Regions from separate parts of the Mus musculus genome. Here region 1 is linked to region 2. Evidence: chromatin contacts called from public Hi-C data. All regions are on one chromosome and are shown on one strand. Each heading gives the region's core, a stretch centred on a gene start, on an enhancer-like site or on the middle of the called end of the contact. The rest is flanking DNA. Distances are from core to core; before and after follow the strand shown. Region 1 overlaps Fmo3 (flavin containing monooxygenase 3). Region 2 holds the start of Fmo2 (flavin containing monooxygenase 2).

Region 1 (2,700 bases), core at 115-2,614, 68 kb after region 2:
GGACTCCTGTGTTTTTTCCTCTCTCAGTTCCTGAGCTCCTCTGCCCTTGGAATCGGAAACTCTGAATTTTACTTCTCTTAGGTCTTCTGCCACTCAGAGCTTACGTTCCCCTTAGTCACCTAAGAACTTGCTGATGTTCTGTCTTCAGCTATCTTCTTCTTCTTTTTTTTTTCCCTCCAATGGGAAAACTTTGTACTAACAGTTAAAAGCACTCACTTATGGGGAGTACCAAAGTACCCTGATGCAGTATATCTGCTGTTACTATTAAGAACTTTCATTTCATCAAGATGAGTCAGAAGCCCTCTAATACACAGTGCTGGGTCCTGTTTTCTTTCTTTGCTGTCTTTCCCCCTTCTAAGAATAGCTATTGACACCACTTCAGTGGTATGGTTTTCAAGAATGGGTTCAGGTCCATCCCCTTGGTATGGCCTCAGACTCTACAATCTTTTAGTCATTTAGTGACAGAATTATCCTTTTATTCTTCATTCCAGTGGTAGCTCTTATACTGTTATCATGCATTCTGCTTAGTTCTTGAGCTTGTTTGTGTGTGCCAGTGTCTGTGAGAGTGAGTGTGAATGAGTGTATGTGAATGAGTGTGTGTGTGTGTGTGTGTGTGTGAGAGAGAGAGAGAGAGAGAGAGAGAGAGAGAGAGAGAGAGAGAAAGAGGTGTGTTGGCTAGATTTTACTACCTCCTGAGTGGTAAATTTCTTTGTACGCATCCTGGTTATCAAGTGTAGCATGGATAGAGGCCTAGGAATAGATTTTTATACCATTTGTCTTGACATGGTATCTGTACGTCTTGACTGCAATATCCTGGAGTAAAACTGGACATCTGCTGGGGATGCCCGGAAACTTTATTAGGGACCTGTACTGGGCTTATGTTACACCAGTAGGCATAACATCTGGGAATTGGATTCCTGTCTTTGTGCTTATGAACCCTTAATGAATCTTTTAGAGTGAGGATTGACATTTGTTTAAAGTCACACCCCTAAAGGACCTTCATCACCCCCTCTCCATCTTCCTTTCAGCTTCCCGTCATATCCTTCTTACCCAGACCCACTGACATGCAGCTCAGAGGCCTGGTGTCCATTTTTGAGAGACCAAAGTGTCTTACTATGAGACCTTCTGCCTGGACACCTCTTCCCAAACCGTGCTTTTCTCAATGCTGGTTCTCTGCGTGTGTGCTGTCATCTCCAGGGGTCTTTTCCTCCACATGTGGATAGATTGCCCCCGTCAATCACAGGGATTGTGTGCTGTATTTTCTTTGCTAGCCCTTTTCACAGTAGTAATTTACACCTGAGAGCATTGACCTAATAGCTTGGAGTTCAAGAGTGAGGGTTATGTTTGCTTTGCTCAACATTCTTTCTCCAAACCAGCACGCCAGTGCCTGGAACAACAAGTAACTATTGAACGAATGCACGCATGCAGTGAACATGGGGCTCTCTGTTTTTATTGACTGAATCCTGGTTTAACTCCATAACAATCTTATTTCTAAATTGGTTCTGTTTTTATCTGTTTTATTGACGAGGAGACCAGAAACCCACAAGTCTAGAACCACTTGTCTAAGAGTCTCAGTCATAACTTTCACCTCAAGTTCACGTTAACTTTAGAGAAATCGATCAGACACACACGAGGTATACAAATGTCTCAAGAAGCTAGCTGGGTGGGAAGCATTGCCAGTGATACCTGTAAAGCCATTTCAAATCTCACTTGTCACCTAGAATGCTGAGGCATATGAAATATCACCTGGCGTTCACATGCCACCCCATTCCATAGCACAGCTTTCAAGTAATGGCTTCTGTCCCTTTAAGATTGTCCGTGGACCACGTGGGCTACTGTACCTTCTGAGCTACATGGCTGAGTTCTGCAGCAATGTCACAGCCTGAGTTCCCCAGGCCAATCACCAGGACTCGTTTTCCCTTCCATATTCCTGGTTCCTTATAGTCCCTGCTGTGGAAGCATTTGCCTTTAAAACGGTTCAGTCCTGAGTGAGAAGTGAGAAGCATGTGAATCAATTTCATTTCCAGGAAAATAAAGCAACTTTAGTGGTCATGAAATAAGACAACTTAGTAATCCTAACACACACACACACACACACACACACACACACACACACACACACACACACATGTCTATATATATCAGAAACATGTTTTAAGTTGACTGCTTGTAGTCTAATTAAAAAGACATTACCACAGTTTGGGGATGGCTTAAGTTTATTGCCCAGAGGTACAGGTACTGCCAGCTTGGTCCCCAGCATAGTGGTACTGAGGTGTGGATATAAGAGGTGGAGACAGCTGGGAAGTGATTTGGTCATTTAGGACATCACCCGTGGAAAGGGCGAGTTTAGTTACACGAGAGAGAAGTAAGCTCTATTGTTCTAAAAAAGAACAAGCTTTGCTGTTGAGTCTCTCTAGCTGCCTGTCTCATGTAGTAATCCTTACCAGCTGGAGTTGACCTATTCTTTTTCCCTTTCTTTACCATGCTGTGATGCAACTGGTGTGTGTGTGTGTGTGTGTGTGTGTGTGTGTGTGTGTGTGTGTGTGTATGTTGCGATGGAAGACAGTCCTAGCTACCATGCTGCTTAGACTTTCTAGTGTCTGTAAATATTTGGAAAATAAGCTTAGTTCTTCAACAATGTCTTGATTGCCAGGTATTCTATTACTAGCATCAGAGAACACACTGAAATAGACACCACGA
Region 2 (2,957 bases), core at 354-2,853:
TAAGACAGAAATGACCACATATTATGTGACTTTCTTGGGAAAAGTTGTGATCTCAGCAATCAATGATTATTATTAATGTGATTTCTTTCTATGAAGCTATTCATATAATATAAAGGTCAATTTCTCCACCATGAACTCTGTGTTTACACAGTCGGATCAATACATTTTCATTTGGTACTTGTGTACCATTTGTCAAGCTCTCTCTCTCTCTCTCTCTCTCTCTCTATATATATATATATATATATATATATATATATATATATATAATGTTCATATGTGTGTGTGTGTGTGAAAATGTCTTTTCTTTTTGAGACAGAGTTTTGTTATGTAGCCCAAGCTGACTTCACGTTTCTAGTCCTCCTGCTTCACTCTCCTTTGTGGTGGGGCTCTAGGCATGTGCTCCCACTGTGAGGTGGGAACGTAAATAGTTTCAGTCACAGACCGTAAGTCTTTATAGTTGTCTGTGAATCTGTTAATAAAAATTTGAATGACAGCTAGTAAATAGAATGACTTTGTTTAATAGAAAATACACAATAAAGAGGTTCACAGCGGTTTTACTAGAAAACCAGATAACCAGAAAAGCTCAGTAGGCAAACATGGCTTAATTTTCAGAGAAAAATAAAGTCAGTAGTGATAGGGGTCCATTCTCTGAAGAAGCACTTTGCTCAATGATTAAAGGTGATGACATAAATATAATTCTGTTTACTTCTATTTTATAAAGTGCTCCCTAATATTAGCATATTACCTAGCTGGCTTGTCGGACAATGATAAAAACACGGGCTGTTTTGCTTTAGCTGGATTTTAAAGAGAAGGTTCCCTACATCCCTGGATTGATCACACAGGTTGGCACAGCATTGACCTGGGAGAGATGCCAGCCTGAGTTCATTTCCTGGTTAGCTGCATAAGTAAATAAAAATAAAATTGGATCAGAGCTGCTTAAGATATCTTTCAATAAGGCCCAACAGCCTTCTTGGCGATCTCAGCGTGACCTATTCTGAGGTAAGAAAGGTCTCACTTACTTTGAATCTCCACAGTCCCCCTATATCTTCAGTCCTTTCGAAGCAGGTGGGCTCCAGACCCTCGTCCACGCAGCACTTCAGAGAGATTAGGCCACTGACCCCTGCTCCAATCACCACAACCTTCTTTGCCATTGTCTCCTGTCAATAGTTGATCAGTCATTACTGCTTAGCAAGGACAAAGGTAAGAGGATCCTGCCCTGTGGTCAGGTAACTGACTTACCACAGGATGGGTGGTAGTTTAATACGCAGCACTAATTGAATAAAATGCCTCACTAACCAAATCTTCACCCTTCCTCCCCTTCAGAGAAACTTGTCTGGTCATATGACCTTCATTGTAAACGTGTTTACAAAGTCCTGGCTTAATATTAAAAAGGAATCCCGTTGAGCAAGCCAAGTTATTCAACAAAGCAGTCCCAGGGTTGTGAGCCAAAGCTGGTTGTGTTCTCTGGCGTCCCGAGAACTTCCTCCTCAGCTTTTGTCCCCAGCCCTCATCCTTACCTTTATTTGTGCTTCTTAGCACTGTCCTCTTGGCAGAAGAGTTCCCCCTGAGGGTTGTGTGCGGAGAGATGGGAGTATTTAAGAGATGGAGGAGGCTGTGAGAAGTGGGAGGAGCTTGTTCGCTCAGCCAGCTAAACCTCTAAGGACTTCATCAGTATTGAAATTAAGCAAGAGATGCACTTCTTAAGGTCGGGAACACTGAACACATAGCATTCGGATGGTCTAAATAATTACGTTTATCATCAGTGTAGAAAATGTGCATTAGCAAATTGAAAAGAGTAGATAAATAAAAAGAAATTAAATCCACCCCTACCATCACCATTCAGAGATACCTACAACAAACACCATTGACATTTGGCAACTTATTCCATCTATTATATATGTGTATATATGTCCATGCACCCACTTCTGCATGGAGGTGGAGGCCAGAAAACATGAGGGTTTTCTTTCTACATTTGATTACAGTTTTATTTATTTCAGAGGGCATTGCTACAGTGCACATTTGGAGGTCAGAGGACAATATGGAGGAATGGATTTTCTCCTTTTACCGTGGGTCCCTGGGATCAACTCAAACCAGGCTGACTGAAAGGGTCTTTACCCACTAAGCTACCTCACTGACACATTAAAACCTCTTGGGAACAAAACACCCATGGAAGGAGTTACAGAGCCAAAGTTTGGAGCTGAGAAGAAAGGATGGACCACCTAGAGACTGCCATATCCAGGGATCCACCCCATAATCAGCCTCCAAACGCTGACGCCATTGCATACACTAGCAAGATTTTGCTGAAAGGACCCTGAGATAGCTATCTCTTGTGAGATTATGCCGGGGCCTAGCAAACACAGAAGTGGATGCTCACAGTCAGCTATTGGATGGATCACAGGGCCCCCAATGGAGGAGCTAGAGAAAGCACCCAAGGAGCTAGGATCTGCAACCCTATAGGTGGAACAACAATATGAACTAACCAGTACCCCCCCGGAGCTCGTGTCTCTAGCTGCATATGTATCAGAAGATGGCCTAGTTGGCCATCATTGGAAAGAGAGGCCCATTGGTCGTGCAAACTTTATATGCCTCTGTACAGGGGAACGCCAGGGCCAAGAAGTGGGAGTGGGTGGGTAAGGGAGTGGGGGAGGGAGGGTATGGGGGACTTGAAATGTAAATGAAGAAAATACCTAATTTTAAAAAATACATAAAAAACCTCTTTTTAAAATTTTTATTAGATATTTTCTTACATTTCAAATGTTATCCCCTTCCCTGGTCCCCCACTCCCGGAAATCCCCTATCCCATCCCCTCTCTTACTGCTTACCAACCCACCCACTCCCGCTTCTCTATCCTGGCATTCCCTTACACTGGGGCATCGAGGCTTCTCAGGACCAGGGGCCTCTCCTCGCATTGATGTCCAACAAGGCAATCCTCTGCTACATATGGGGCAGTAGCCATG

The links. A called contact is a pair of places that touch in the nucleus more often than the background predicts.
Region 1: a contact with region 2 is called in a Hi-C map of liver, with 4 times the contacts expected there. The contact joins the enhancer-like site here to the promoter of Fmo2 in region 2. A contact is called at or near these places in 11 of 39 promoter capture datasets (the 3T3-L1 cell line, 3T3-L1-derived adipocytes, the HPC-7 cell line and 8 more), 1 of 15 datasets of contacts at CTCF or cohesin (liver), 5 of 484 Hi-C or Micro-C datasets (all in liver), 5 of 115 datasets of contacts at active chromatin or transcription factors (cardiomyocytes, heart atrium and liver) and 2 of 9 other capture datasets (adipose tissue and pancreatic islet).

The regions. Positions count from the first base shown.
Region 1 is chr1:162,965,032-162,967,731 of GRCm38.p6, forward strand. It overlaps Fmo3 (flavin containing monooxygenase 3), which reads right to left. Exons shown (of 9, transcript NM_008030.2): 5 at 1,842-1,984. Among named protein-coding and RNA genes, the nearest start is that of Fmo3, 18 kb to the right of the region's middle. Within about 2 kb of position 1,365, at least 3 of the 459 cell types and tissues checked have an H3K27ac peak or open chromatin away from gene starts, as enhancers often do. A contact at or near this core is called in liver, where this site is marked.
Region 2 is chr1:162,897,155-162,900,111 of GRCm38.p6, forward strand. It overlaps Fmo2 (flavin containing monooxygenase 2), which reads right to left and starts at 1,604. Exons shown (of 9, transcript NM_018881.4): 1 at 1,518-1,604; 2 at 1,020-1,157. The coding sequence starts at 1,151.